Regions from separate parts of the Mus musculus genome. Here region 1 is linked to region 2. A link is a contact called in public HiChIP or PLAC-seq data. All regions are on one chromosome and are shown on one strand. The core of a region is the stretch at or near the end of the contact, and the rest is flanking DNA. Distances in the headings are between cores, read along the strand shown.

Evidence for each region. HiChIP or PLAC-seq counts read pairs in DNA pulled down with a chosen protein or histone mark.
Region 1: a contact with region 2 is called in an H3K4me3 HiChIP or PLAC-seq map of bone marrow-derived macrophages, with 3 times the contacts expected there. The contact joins the promoter of Emc7 here to the enhancer-like site in region 2. A contact is called at or near these places in 4 of 39 promoter capture datasets (the 3T3-L1 cell line, the HPC-7 cell line, liver and 1 more), 2 of 115 datasets of contacts at active chromatin or transcription factors (bone marrow-derived macrophages and embryonic stem cells) and 3 of 9 other capture datasets (adipose tissue, liver and pancreatic islet).

What each region holds. Positions count from the first base shown.
Region 1 is chr2:112,451,658-112,458,935 of GRCm38.p6, reverse strand. It overlaps Emc7 (ER membrane protein complex subunit 7), which reads right to left and starts at 3,911. Exons shown (of 5, transcript NM_133749.2): 1 at 3,636-3,911. The coding sequence starts at 3,868.
Region 2 is chr2:112,302,413-112,310,024 of GRCm38.p6, reverse strand. The region is part of intron 1 of Slc12a6 (solute carrier family 12, member 6); the gene reads right to left. Among named protein-coding and RNA genes, the nearest start is that of Slc12a6, 40 kb to the right of the region's middle. Within about 2 kb of position 1,479, at least 99 of the 459 cell types and tissues checked have an H3K27ac peak or open chromatin away from gene starts, as enhancers often do. A contact at or near this core is called in the HPC-7 cell line, adipose tissue and bone marrow-derived macrophages, where this site is marked.

The DNA.
Region 1 (7,278 bases), core at 2,662-5,161, 150 kb before region 2:
ATTCCTTCTGCAGGTACAAGCGGCAGTGACAAAAGAGCAGTTTCTACTCTGAAACTATCTCTACTGAATAAAAATTATCAGTGTATATTATTACAATAGTAGAGTACCCATTTTATCATGTTCCCTCAATATACTCTTACTGTTAAAAAAATAATTCTATTCTAGTTAATTTGTATTTTGTTGTATTTTCTTTTTCACACAAACATATTTGAATAGTAAATTGTCCTATTTATTATAAATAGTTACTTTTTGGCTGGTTATATAGAAACCCACAACTTAGTAGCTAAAGCCATCTATCTTTAATTTCTCTAATCCTACAAGGTTTTGTTTAAATCGACCAACCAAAAGCTGGTAATTTCTTCTTGTAAGTCAAAAATAATTTGTCTTGAAAATGAAAAACTGCTACTTCAAAGAAAAGAAATTTAAAAAATTAAGATGACAAGTGTTCCTTGCAAGTGTATACTAAGGTGAAGTATAACTGAACTATAAACATTAAACTACCTTACCCCTCAGCTGCACATGTTTACTCCCCAGACCCACTCTCCTATGTACCATCTGAGGGTTTTTGGAGGTTCTAGCAGCATCAGGAGGGTTGCATGTGTGTGTGAGAATTAAGAGACATCTGTCTAGCCAAATCAACCCTAACAAGCAATGAGCTAAGAGATGTCACAGCCATATCACCTGCACGTGTTCCAGACCCATTCTACCTTTCTCTTTGTGTCTATGGGAAGGGAAGAAAATGCCTTAGAATATTTCCTCCATAGCTTTATCACTAACTGGCTTTGCTCAGGACCATGGCTACATACATGCCCCATCCCACCCCGTCATCTCACCCACCCTATCACTTCCAAGTTGACAGTAGCCTCTTCCCCTCCTTGTCCCTCTAGCAGAGGTGGTAGTAATTTCTATGTTAGTTTGGCTTTCATGCATTATAGGATAAATACTGCTGAGGCTGTAAGCTCCAGGGTACTGCATAATCTGATGTTTCTTTATATCACGATGAATAGACTGTTTTAATCCTTTGATTAAACTCTATGTGAACTATTCTAATTTTGGTGCATATTCTGCTCTTTTGTTTTTGGAGACAAAAGTCTTACTATATAACCCAGGATGGCCTCAGATTCATGATGCTACTGCCTCCCTCCCAAGAGCTGGGACATAAGTGTGCATATTACATCCAGTCATCTTCTATTTCTTTATAGACACTGATAACAACCTCAAGACACTTTTGTTTGAGCAGAGGGGAAAAAAAAGAAACTGATGACTATTCAACACAAATAGAACCAGAATTACTAAATGAAAAAGCAAATCTCAGCATGCTAGGAGATACCTGTAATCTCACGAGGAAGTGAGCACAGGAGGACGTGATTGTATGAACCACAGTGAAACTATGTATTTAAAAAATATTCAAGGGCTGGAGAGATGGCTCAGCAGTTAAGAGCACTGACTGCTCTTCCAGAGGTTCTGAGTTCAAATCCTAGGAACCACATGGTGGCTCACAACCATCTGTAATGGGATCTGATGCCCTCTTCTGGTGTGTCTGAAGACAGCTACAGTATTATAAATAAATAATTATTTTTTAAAAAGTCACAAGTAAGTAGTATATAAGCTTATAATTTCAAAACAAAATAAAACAAAACAAAACAAAACAAAACACCTGGCAACCACCTAACTGTCCAAAAGCAGAAGACTGGAAAAGCGAGTTGTGATTTATATGCACATTATGATATGAAAAGTGGCTTAAGTGCTCTTTAACCCACTTCCTCTCACCTCCATTAGTAAAGTTCCAAGCTACTTCCCTAGAAACCAAAAATATAGTCAAACTTGTGTGCTGGTTATTCAAAAAAATAAGACAAATTACCAAGCCTATTTCCAACAACACTATCACCATAAGCCGGTCAGTGGTGGCGCATTCCTTTAATCCCAGCACTTGGGAGGTAGAGGCATTCGAAATTCTGAGTTCAAAGCCAGCCTGGTCTACAAAGTGAATTCGAGGACAGCAAAGGGCTACACAGAGAAACCCTGTCTCAAAAAGCCAAAAAATAAAAAGCCTAAAAACAAACAAAAAAAAAAAGACTATCACCATAAAAACCACATCGACTCTCAATTAGCCCTCTATATGAATATAAGAGCATGAATAAAAACATGTTCATAAATGTTAAATGAAAATTATGGTCTTATATGCTTTACTCTTAAAGACAAGTCATATGATTCTACAGAGTCAGAAAAAAATTTACTATAAAACATTAAAGGTTATTATCTTTCTGTTGCATCTTTTAAAAAGAAAATATCTTATTTATATTTTCTTCAATAAACATTTATTTATTTGTACTTGGACCTCTTGCATACTAAGTCCCACCACAACACTGTACCACCAGCTTTTTTTCCTTCTTCTTTGAGACAGGGTCTCAACGAAATAGTTCAGAGTACCCTTTAGCTTATGGTCCTTCTGCTTCCGATTCCTGAGTAGCTGAGATGCTAGGTCTATGTCACTGTGCAAGGCTAAACATATCTAACAATCTATATTAAGTTGTAAAATATCTTCAAAATAAAAATAGGAGGTTTTCAAATGTGCTGCATACGGCAGAAGTTGACTACTCAATTAAGCCTTACCTCCCACATCCTAGTGGGAATTTATTACTAATGAAACATTAATTAGGACAAAATTTAAACAATACCCTAATGCCAAATAACATTAAAATATTGGTTGTCAACTTGCCATTATTTATTAATCTGAGGTTGAATATCCCACAAGGGAACATCAACAATCTGCAGAAATAAGCAATTCAAGTTGAAACATCCACATTTAAGATGTATGGTTGAAGTTGGTCTATAAAGCCAGCAAAGAAATATTTTCTTTCAACTCATAGTTTCAACTCCAAATACTGATGGCAAAATTTAAAACATATTCGTGGCTTGAAGAATGAAAACGGACTGCTGACAAAGCATTAAGAAATTCAACCCACCTTCCAATCTAAACATAAATCACAAACTCTTAAGAACAAGAAAAGAACAACTAGGCGTAAGGAATCTCGAGTAACCCTGGTCTGACTTAAATGACGACTATGATATCGCAAATCCCTCGATGAATTCAATTGTAAAAAGAACAATAATCACAAACTCGGGCCCCAAAAAAGCACTCTTTGATTAGGGACTTCTGGGCCCATTAATTTTAGAAGCAGGACCATTAGCCTTACAGTCTATGTCATCACTGGGAGCCCTTTGGGCTTTGACAATTCCCACTTGTTCAGCATCTTTCTACACAACACCAAGCTATCAGAAGAGTGACATGGAGAAAGCAACTAGGTTTCAGAAACACTAGACAAAATGCAAAGCGGGTAAAACCCAACAGATAAATGAGACTCCCCTGGGCCCAAGTATGATCTGTCTCACACTGGAGCCAAAATACGGCTACAAATAAATGACCGCATAGGTCTCGGGCGCCTGGGACCACTGTCCGCCATCCTCGTTGCTGAAGTACCTGACTGCCTCTCAAGGTCTCCCAGCACAAACCGTTAGTGGCGCCGGTGCCTTCAGTTTCTGACAGCTACACTGAGGGTCCTGACAGCTGTCCTAGCTGGATACCCTTCCAGCGTCCGCCCCAATCGCTTTCCTGCTGCCCTCGGGATGCTCACTTAAGGAAGCCGACATGCTCTTCTCCGTCTACCAGCACTCGGGCCGCGGAGATCCAGTCCTGAGGCTTCACCCCCGGAACAACCGCACGTCCCTCGATCTTAAAACGATCTCCCAGGCCGACCCCACTACCTCCCGGGCCCTCGGCAGCAGCCCCAGGCACCTCCGAGCTGTGGGCATCTCCTGATAATAACAGAAGCAGGACGGAGAAGAAACCCCACAGAGCACCCGCCATGACAGCAGCTCTGAGGAGTCAGGCCTACGGCCCGGAAGTCCTACCCCGCCGCAAGGCCGCTAAAGCTGCCGCCACCGTCGCCAGCCGATGTCGTCATCATCCCGAGCCGGATCCGGCCCGGAGCTTGTCCACGCCCCGGAGAGAAGTTGTGACCGCTGACTAATCAGGAGAAGGGGCGCAGGATCAACGCTCCGAATGACCCAGGGCTGGGGCTTAAAAGGTGGCGAGGCTTTTAAGTAAAGATGCCAGGGCATGTAAGGCGAAGTAAAGCTGGCAGAGAGTTTTGCTGTGGCGTCCACAGTTGCAGGTCTTATCGTGGGCGTAAAGGACCATGAGACCGAGAGGAATGAGGATCTGAAGTGTTGAGTGCTGTGTCTGTAGCTAACAACATTCAGACATCGACCCTATCACTTTCTCAAGGTTCTTGCTAGCTCTAAATAGTCTCCTTTCTACCACATATCTCCGTAAAAGACCCTGTGCACTCTGCCTCCATAGAAAAGTTAAAAAAAAAAAAAAAAAGAGTGAAGCTCCCGATGGAGAGTGGAAATGCAGACAATTTGGGCTGAAAAGGAAAACAAAAAGTTTTTTAAAATCTATATCAAAAAATGGTGATCCATGTTTAAGTTCGCGGAGAATGTTTATTTTCATTCTGTGTTAATGCTTTGGTTTTTTAACAAACAAGGTTGCAGACTGAGAAAGTGAAGCACTCACTATAAATGGTAAATAAAATACCTAAGACACAGACAGGGCAAATGGCCAGACCACCAGAAAACAGTTACCTTCGTAAAGCCATGCCGCGTCTAGCATCCTTCTTCCAGTTCTTAATTCTTATTTACCAAGAGTGCCGCAACCCTGCTTCGTTTCTCACTGTTTCGTTGGCTAACATATTCTTTTCAGAGTTGATGCTTACCTGCCTTAGATAACTCAGTCATTGAGCAGAGGCCTAAATACTGTAAAAATTCATCCATCTTCTCTTCTACTAATACTCTTCTACTAATTCTCTTCTATTCAGTTTCTCTGGTATAGAGTTTTTCTTGCTACAGAAATTAATACACCTAACTTTATGCATGTTTCTAGTGGTCTCTATCTCCATCCCTTGACTCTGTGCCCAGAAATAGTCTATAAGCAAAAACATAAAATTAAAAATATACATATATGGGGGTAGAGAGATGAGTCGGCTGTTAAGACCACTTGTTACTCTTGCAGAAGACCTGAGTTCAGTCCCCAGCCCCCACACTATAGCTCTTCAAATTCCAGGTGATCTGATACCTCCACAGGCTAGTTCACATACATACATACATGTGAGCAACATCCATATACTTGATATTAAATAAATATAATATGCAACATAATGTATATTTATTTGACACACACTATTATATAAATAGTGCTTATTATATAAATAAAACCAGTATGTTGTGAATTCCTCCCCCATCGTGAGTTTTTTTTTAGATAGGATTTCATACTACAGTCCAGACTGGTCTTGAACTTTATCTGTTCTTCAGCCACTGAAATGCTGGAAGGATTGACATAAATTGTGAGCCATCACAATTACCTCAATATGTAATTTAATTAAAATTAATGTGTTATAATACATATAAATATATAAATGTATGCAGCTATAATGCATCTCTATTTTACATGTATATATTTGTACACCATCTATCTAATAGCAAACTACAAATGCAGTTCTTCATTTTGCCCTTTTTCCCTAATGTAGCTTGGAAAAAAAAATCTCTGTTTTTGGTCTATGTTTTATAGACAGGGTCTTATACCATAGCTCAGTCTGCCCCAGAATTCACTATGCAACCCAGGCTAACCTCAAACTTGTGGCAGTTTTCCTGTCTCAACCTCCCTAGTGCTAGAGCTAGTGCTGCTCTTGGCTGTAAATTATCCCAATGGTATATAAATGTTTCCTCATTCTTAAAATAAGGCTACCAAGTACCCCAGTATATAGATTTCCTGATTCCCTACTAAGAGACGTTAAAATTGTTCCTAATCTTACTGATTTTGCTAAAGTGCATTTCCTTCATCATGTGATTTCCATGTCCATATCCAGAATTCCTTTTTTTAATCCATAATGATGTGTTCCAGTATTCCTAATGGGTGCAAAAAACCCCAGATCACCCTATATGGACTCTCCTGTATTTACTACCTACAAAAAAGTTTAATTTATTAATTAAACACAGTAAGAGATTAATGATCTTAAATAAAATAGTGTAATTATAGTAATATACTGTACTAAAAGTTATTGTAGTAATAGCATATAATTAAAATCCAACAGAAGCTGAGGAAAGGAGGGGCTATCTTTATGAGTACAACAGATAATGGAAAGTGGTGGTTGAAGACATTTTATCTCAGTTTTTCTCTCTCTCTCTCTCTCTCTCTCTCTCTCTCTCTGTTGTTGTTTGATATTTCTTTTTTTGTCTGTTTAGTTTTTTTGTTTGTTTGTTTGTTTGTTTGGAGACAGGGTTTCTCTGTATAGCCCTGGCTGTCCTGGAACTCACTTTGTAGACCAGACTGGCCTCAAACTCAGAAATCCAACTGCCTCTGCCTCCCAAGTGCTGGGATTAAAGGTGTGTGCCACCATGTTCAGCCTCAGTTCTTTCTTTTTACAGTACTCCTTAAGATATTTTTTTGTTTTTCTTTTCTTTTCTTTCCTTTTCTCTTTTCTTTTATTTATTTATTTATTTATTTATTTATTTATTTATTTATTTATTGAGACAGGGTTTCTCTGTGTAGCCCTGGCTGTCCTGGAACTCACTTTGTAGACCAGGCTGGCCTCAAACTCAGAAATCCACCTGCCTCTGTCTTCCGAGTGCTGGGATTAAAGGCGTGCGCCACCATGCCCGGCTAAGATATTGTAACTATTATGGAGTGAGTTGTATTCCTGCAAAGTCATTTGGTGAAGCTCTAACTGCCTGTAAGAATATATCTGGATATAGGACTTCTAATGAAATAATTAAAGTTAAATATCATAAGGGCAAGACCTTATGTATCAGGCCTGGTTCCTAATAAGGAGCAAGCAAAACATGGAGACATACATATTCAGACAAAAAAACACCATGTGGAGAAGAGAAACCAACTGTCAGCATCTCTCTCTGGGATTCCTACCTGCTGGAACTGGAGTTAATAAAGCTCTCTTGTTAAACAGGCCAAACTGGGTTGCTGTGGAAGGCCTAGATTAATACACCATCGTTTGCTGTTCAGGTTGCCTATAATGGGAATATCTGGGAGCAGAAGACACCTCAGGCAGTGGTGAGCTCACCGAGAACAGACTCTTGGGAGACAGCTCTTTTAATAAGGGAACAAAGGCTACTTAAACCGTAGGGGGCGGGTAAGGGCTTTTGGGGTGAGTTACATCATTGTCCATGGCCTGGGCACTGGGGATACCTCATTTGCATAAGGAA
Region 2 (7,612 bases), core at 230-2,729:
GGAACTTGTGATGTGCTGAAGTGTAATGAGTAGCACAGTGGTTAAAAGGGTCAGGAAACAGGTAGATAGCAGTTATACTCAAGGTCCTGAAGACAAGACAATGATTGTCACTTTTACGTTGAACAAGGTCTACTGGGAGGTTTTACACAGCCACACAACACGCCTGGTTAACTGTTTAAAAGGCATGCTGATGGTTGGATTGTAAAGGGAGTAAGAACAGAAATAAGGGGCTCGATGGATGTCCCTGTTGAGAGGGCTTACAGCTCTTGAAAAGAACCTTGGTTCAGACAGTAGTACCCCAATAGGCTCACAGTTGCCTATCACTCTAGTTCCAGGGGATTTGACACCATATTCTGGAAAAAATAGAAAGAAAGGAAGGAAGGAAAAGAAAAGAACTGTGCAGAAAGAGGAAATACTCAGAACCAAGGTCCGAGCTGTCCTGTTCAGTGAACGAGTAAACCAGGCTATCAGCAGCATAAACAGGGAGCAATGGAACATGGTCTAAGAGACGAATGCAGGCAGTGAAGAAAGCATGGGTCACACGAGGCCTTCTAGGGCACAGTCTGGACTTCTGAGTTACTCTGAGTACAATAGGAAGTCACTGGAAGGCTTGCTATCTCCACAGGATCACTGCAGCTGCTATCAAGAACAGACTGCACGATGAGGAGGAGGTACAGGAAGCACAGTTAGAAAGCTAAGATGATCCCGGAAAAGAAAACGGCATCCTGAGTAAGGTTGGAAAGTAGCCAAGATGACAAGCAGCAGTCAGAGCTGGGTACGAGCGCCACAGAAGACTGGGACAGGACAAGTAACCTAGCTCAAGAGGTCAGCTTTTAGTCGTTTCCCAAGACAGCTATGTAGGAGAGTCTTTGTGATGACAGATCAGTGGCCTGGATCTCTGGTTAGCTGTGAGGTTTCCCAGCAGCTAGTAAATATATTAAGAATTCATTTAATGAGAAGTCATTCAAATGTCCATTGCTGAATGGGTAAACTAAATGTAGTATATATGTACAGTTTAAAAGGAAGGTAATTTGGCCACAAACTACAGGACAGATGAATCTTTGAGAACATGCTAATGGAATAACTCAGTCACACAGGAACAGAGCCAAGTACCATATGACTCTACTTGTCTGAAACTCCAAAGTAGTCAAACTCAGAACCAGGAAGGATGGTTACTAAGAGCTGGGAGGGAAAAAAAGTGGAGATTTGTACGATGAGTCACACAATGTAAGCGTTCTGAAGCTCTTTGGTAGAACAATGAGAAGATACTTAATACAACTGAACTGTACATTTTAAAAACCATGAGCTAGGCTTGGTAGATTATATTCCTATAATCCTAAATGTGAAGGCGGAGAATCTCAAGGTTGAAGAAGCCCGGGCTACACATAATAAGAATGTATATCCCAAAGACAAAAACAAATAACTGTCAGAATGCAGATTTGTGTTACACTATGTCACAATGCAGAGCAGAGTAAGTGATGACGATTTTGCTTTGGGGCTGTATTCTGGTGCTACTGGGGACTGAGACACTGTGAAGCTCAGGATGTCTGACAACCTCCTGCCTCAACCTCCTGAATGGAACGATCACCTTATAGTTTTGACAGACTGTGGTTTTCTTTTCTTTTTTTTTTTTAAAGATTTATTTATTTATTTATTTATTTATTTATTTATTTATTTATTTATTATATGTAAGCACACTGTAGCTGTCTTCAGATGCACCAGAAGAGGGCATCAGATCTCATTATGGGTGGTTGTGAGCTACCATGTGGTTGCCGGGATTTGAACTTCGGACCTTCGGAAGAGCAGTCGGGTGCTCTTACCCACTGAGCCATCTCACCAGCCCCCTGTGGTTTTCATTTACAGCATTTACAGGACTAACATAAATACTCAGTTTTGTTCTTTTTAATATTTCCTTTGTTCAATAGCTTTTCAGCATCCATCCCTCTCTCCCAAGTCATAAGACAGTATGGGCTCACGACACGCTTCAGAGAGGATGACACATCATGCAGCTCAAATATAAAGCCATCTAATACAGCTACAAACATTACTAATGCTATTCCTGTATTTCTGGAAAAAAAGCTGAGGGAGCAAACTTTAAAAACTGCTAGTGTAAGACCTTGGTTCGCTTGGAGACTTATGCCATATGGTTTCAAGGATAGAAACTAAAAACGGAGACTGTTAAAATACAAGACTTCTAACCACTGTTATCAGGACAGATATTAAAATTAAAAGCTATAGATTGCATACAATTATTTACAAGGCTGGTGTGTTGATCCAGTGGGTTGTCATACTTCCTGGTAAACTTGAAGACCTGAGTTCCATTCCTGGAACCCATATGAAGATGGCTGTGCTCTGATCTCTACTATTACAGCACATGCTTGTACATGAACAATTTAAGAGTATAAACCTATAAATATCTACTGATCGATTAGTCATTTGATAGAAGCTATACAACTCATGTCTTCTTCTCTGACTCATACCTACTAGGCAGGCATATGCCTATCATTTCCAACCTTGGTTAATGACAGAAGTGAGACAATATTTGTATCTTTTTAAAACTTTTGTGCTAATCCACTCTGTCACAGAACTTTATTGTTGGGCTGACTTGCTTAAGTAATTCATGTTAGCTTTCAGAGAAATGCTCTACTATCTCTTCAGATATATATCAGTTTTATATAATGTTTAATCAGTCCATTTATGATATAAATATATATGTCATGACAGTTTTAGAGTCAAATATAACAAATTTTTGTATGAAAATAACAGCAATGGTTATCCACAGCAGTTGTTAGAATATGTATATGACAGACACCCAAACAGTTTATCTGTATTATTTCTACAGCATTTCCATCCCATGCTGTGGCTACTGCTGTTATCATTTCAGGAGAGACAAAGGGAATTCCTAGAATGGTGACGTATGGAGAGCCCACCATCATACATACAAGGGCACATACAAGGGGCAATGGAAACAAGAACACAGGACTGGGAGGTAAAAATGCAGGTAAGATTCTAACTTCACCTTGCACTATTCATTTAATCTGGGATAATGACTAAATAATTTTTAGCTTTAATTTTCTATTTAGGCAATGAAAATAAAATTTTCTATTTATGTAATAAAACATAAAATTGTGAGGATCAGATAGATAGAAGATACTCATTAAACAACTATTTTTAAGAGAATTGAATGTATTGGGCATCCGTGGTACATGGCTTCAAGTTTAGCAACTTGGCAGGCTGGGATAAGAAGATTGATTGAGCTCTCAAGACAGCAATGCCCAAGATACAATTCGCAAAACACATGAAACTCAAGAAGGAAGACTAACTGTGGATACTTCAGTCCTTCTTAGAAGGGGGAACAAAATTCCCATGGAAGGAGTTACAGAGACAAAGTGTGAAGTAGACACTGAAGGAATGACCATCCAGAGACTGCCCCACCTGGGGATATACACCTCATAAACAACCACTAAAACTAGACACTATTGTGGACGCCAACAAGAGCTTGCTGACAGGAGCCTGATATAGCTGTCTCCTGAGAGGCTCTGCCAGTGCCTAACAAATACAAAAGTAGATGCCCCCAGCCATCCATTGGACTGAGCACAGGGTCCCCAATGAAGGAGCTAGAGAAAGTACCCAAGGAGCCGAAGGGGTTTGCAGCTCTATATGAGGAACAATAATATGAACTAACCTGCCCCCCACAGAGCTCCCTGGGACTAAACCACCAACCAAAGAAAACACATGGTGGGAATCATGGCTCTAGCTGCCTATGTAGCAGAGGATGGCCTAGTCGGTCATCAATGGGAAGAGAAGCCCTTGGTCCTGTGAAGGTTCTATGCCCCAGTATAGGGGAATGCCAGGGCCAGGAAGCAGGAGTGGGTAGGTTGGTGAGCAGTGGGAGGGGGAAGAGGATAGGGGATTTTTCAGAAGGGAAACTAGGAAAGGGGATAACATTTGAAATGTAAATAAAGAAAATATCTAATAAAGAAAAGGAAAAGAAAGAGAAATGAGGTGCAATAATGAAGAACAGAAAGGACTAAAACGGCAAAAAAAAAAAAAAAGAAGATTGACTGAGCTCTCAAGACAGCATTTCACTGAGGCAGGGTGGGGGAAAGAAGTGGGGGGGGGTGGAGTATATTTATGAATATGCACAGAGAAGAAAAAAGCTGGGCATGGTATCATGTGGCTTTAATCACAATGCTGGAAGGCAGAGACAGGAAGGAGTTGGAGGACAGCCTGTCTACATAGCAAGTTCTAGGCCAATCAGGGTTATATATTAAGACCCTGTCTCACATAGACACATCCCATACAAAAGACAATTCCTAATATAAGAAGCTTTTAAACCAAATATAAGAAACTGAGAACAGTGGTAGTAATTTATTTATATTTAATAACACCCTGTGGGGCCGTGAAAGGCGGGCATGGTCCCTGGTTGAGCTAAGGCTTAAAGCCCCAGAAATCCTGAAGGGACAGCATGCACTTCACCTGATTCCTGGGCACCAGGCTCCATCACTAGCCAAATCACCCCACCCCCACCCCCACTCCCCATAGATTTGTGGCTATCAGTTGTGTAAGGGCAATGTCCCAAACCCCTCCACTTGTAGATGTGACTTGTGGTCATGTAGGCTCAAGACAGATCTTCATTTTAATGAGGTACCTAAAGGCTGGAGAGCTTAGCCAATAAGCTTTCCTTCCCAGACACTTCTCTCTGCAAAAGGTATTTAACCCAGGCCCACCCTCAGAAGTGAGGTATGGTTTTAAACAACTACTTTCCACCATGACAATAAATGTCTTAGAACCATGGACTGTCTCTTTTCATGGGGATCTGCTGTGGGGAGCCAAGGAGAAGGCCTTTGCCCATAAAGCCGCCATCTAATCTCCTGTAGAAGACCTCTCTGTATTCCCAGCCACCTTCTCTACCAAGCCCAGTTGTCCAAGCCTGCAGCTGCCATCAAACCTAGGACTACCCCAGCAGGACCGCCGGGGCTTCTCCTCCCCTCCCTCATCCACCACCCCCCCAATCCCCCGCCTAGATCCAGCCTGTGGGTTCCCACTCAGTTCTCAGCTCTTCCGTAGCTCCTAGTGGTGCCTGGGTGACCAAGAGCCTGAGAACCAGAAGCCCCCAGCCTCATCAAAGGCCTGGGGACCCCCAATGTCCCTGCGCTGCTCTACAGCCCAATACCCACCTGTTGTGGGGTAAGTGTGGTCAACTTCCCAAGTACCACCTCTCCTGCAGCTGTGCCCTATGGCAGAGCAGATACTGGGACCACACAACCCACAATACCCTACACTTAGTTTTCAAATATTTTCTTTGGTTCTCATGATAATTCTGTGATATCAGTAGGAAATGTATAAAGAAGCCAAAGCTAAGTTAGGCTCAATGCTCTGGCCAATACATGAAGCATCTAAACTTCCAAAACTAGTTTGATGGCAAAACATAACAGGAAAGAAACCAAACAAACAATACTATTCAAATAGTGTTTCAAAATACCTTGGAATAAATATGACCAAGAAAATAACAGATTTGTACAAATAGTAAGGGTACTGAAAGCAGAAACTGAAGAAGATACCAGAAGATGGACACACACCCTGTAGTGGCTAATCCTGGTTGTCAACTTGACTATATTTGGAATGAACTACAATCCAGAATTAGAAGGCTCACAGGTAACCCTTATCTGGAGGCTGGGAGATAGAATTTTCTGATCTGGATCTTGGTATGGAGATCTTGAGGCATAGTGGCTATGGATTCCAGAAAATTAAGACAAAGAGATCTCCGAGTTCAAGGTCATCTGGGATTAAAGGTGTGGTGGAACACACCTTTAATCTGGGCTACACCTTTTGCTGGAGACCATATAAGGACATTGGAAGAAGAGAGTCTCTTTTTGGCTTGCTTGCCGTGTGGGACTGAGTAACTGCTAGATCCTTGGACTTCCATTCACAGCTACTCCTGAACCATTGTTGGGAATTGGACTGCAGATTGTAAGTCACCAATAAATTCCTTTACTATATAGAGACTATCCATAAGTTCTGTGACTCTAGAGAACCCTGACTAATACACACCCCAACCATACTCATGAATTGATTGAGATTAAAAAGCCATTTTACCAAAAGCAATCTATAGACTCAATGCAATCCCCATCAAAACTCCAATACAGTTCTTTACAGAAGTTGAAAAATCATTCTTAAATTCCATATGGGAATAAAAAAGACCAAGAATAGCCAAAATAACAACAATCCCAGATTTCAAGCTGTATTACAGACCTATAGTAATAAAACCAGCATGGTACTGGCGTAACAATAGTCATTGGGATCAAATTAAGGATGCACATATAAACCCACACTCCTACAGCTACCTATTCATCTATAAGAAGCCAATAATACACACTGGAGAAAAGAAGCATCTTCAGCAGACGGTGTTGCTCACACTGGTCTGCTACATAGAGAATGAAACACACAAAACTCAATTCCAAATGGATCACATATAACCTGATACCCTAGATCTGACAGACAAAAAAAAAGTAGGAAATTGTTTGAACTGGTGGGTGCAGGAAAGGATTTTCTGAACAAGATCTCAATATTGTAGCCATTAAGACCAACAATTAATAAATGGAACTTCATGAAGCTAAAAAGTTGTACATCAAAGGACACCATCATCTGAGTGAAGAGAAAGCCTACAGAATGGGTAAAAAATCTTTCCCAGCTATACATACGACAGAGGGTTAGAATCTAGAATATATTTTTAAAATCCTAAAAATTAAAACAAACAACACAATTAAAAATGGGGAGTGGTACTAAGCAGGGAGTTCTCCAAAGCTGAAATGTAAGTGTCTGGAAAACTTTTTTATTAAGAAAGTAAAACTGATGACAAACGCTGGCGTGGATGTGGGTAAAGGAGCTTACTGCTGAGGGAGTGAAAACTAGCCAAACAACCATGGAAATCAGTATGGTGGCTCCTCATGCACACTCTTGGGCACACCCCCACAGGACTCTCCAGCCTACTGAAGAGATGCTCACTCACATTCAGTACTGCCCTATTCACAACAGCAAGGAAATGATAACAAAATTTGGTATACTTACACGGTAAAATATTATTCAGCTATTAACAAAAATGAAAATATGAAATTCACAGGTAATTAGATGGGGCTGGAAGTAATCATTTTGAGTGCGGTACCCCGGGGACAGAGAGACAAATGTCACATCTCTCATTTGTGGATATTAGCTTTGAGTCTTCACATATATGTGTTTCATTTGGAAATTACTAACAGGGAGCAAGGCTTTCAAGAGCGAGGAGAGAGACTACACTTGTATATAAAGGGATATAAGGGCATCATGAACAAAAAGGGATAAGCTGGGGGAAGGAGGGGCAGAGAAGGAAACTGGGAGGGAGAAATAATACCAAAGATTTTTCAAAAGAGTTATACTGAAACCTACTACTATAGAAGCTTCCTAGACTAGATCTATATACTTACCTAAAAAGAGTTAACCATAGATGGGGCAGCAGTACTCCTGCTCCATAACAAGGAAGCAGCCCAGGCTCGGGAATAGGCTGCTTCTTTTGGAGTTGCTGGTTATTCAGGTCCCATAGACCTTCAAGTCGTACAGGCTATTGCCTGTGCTC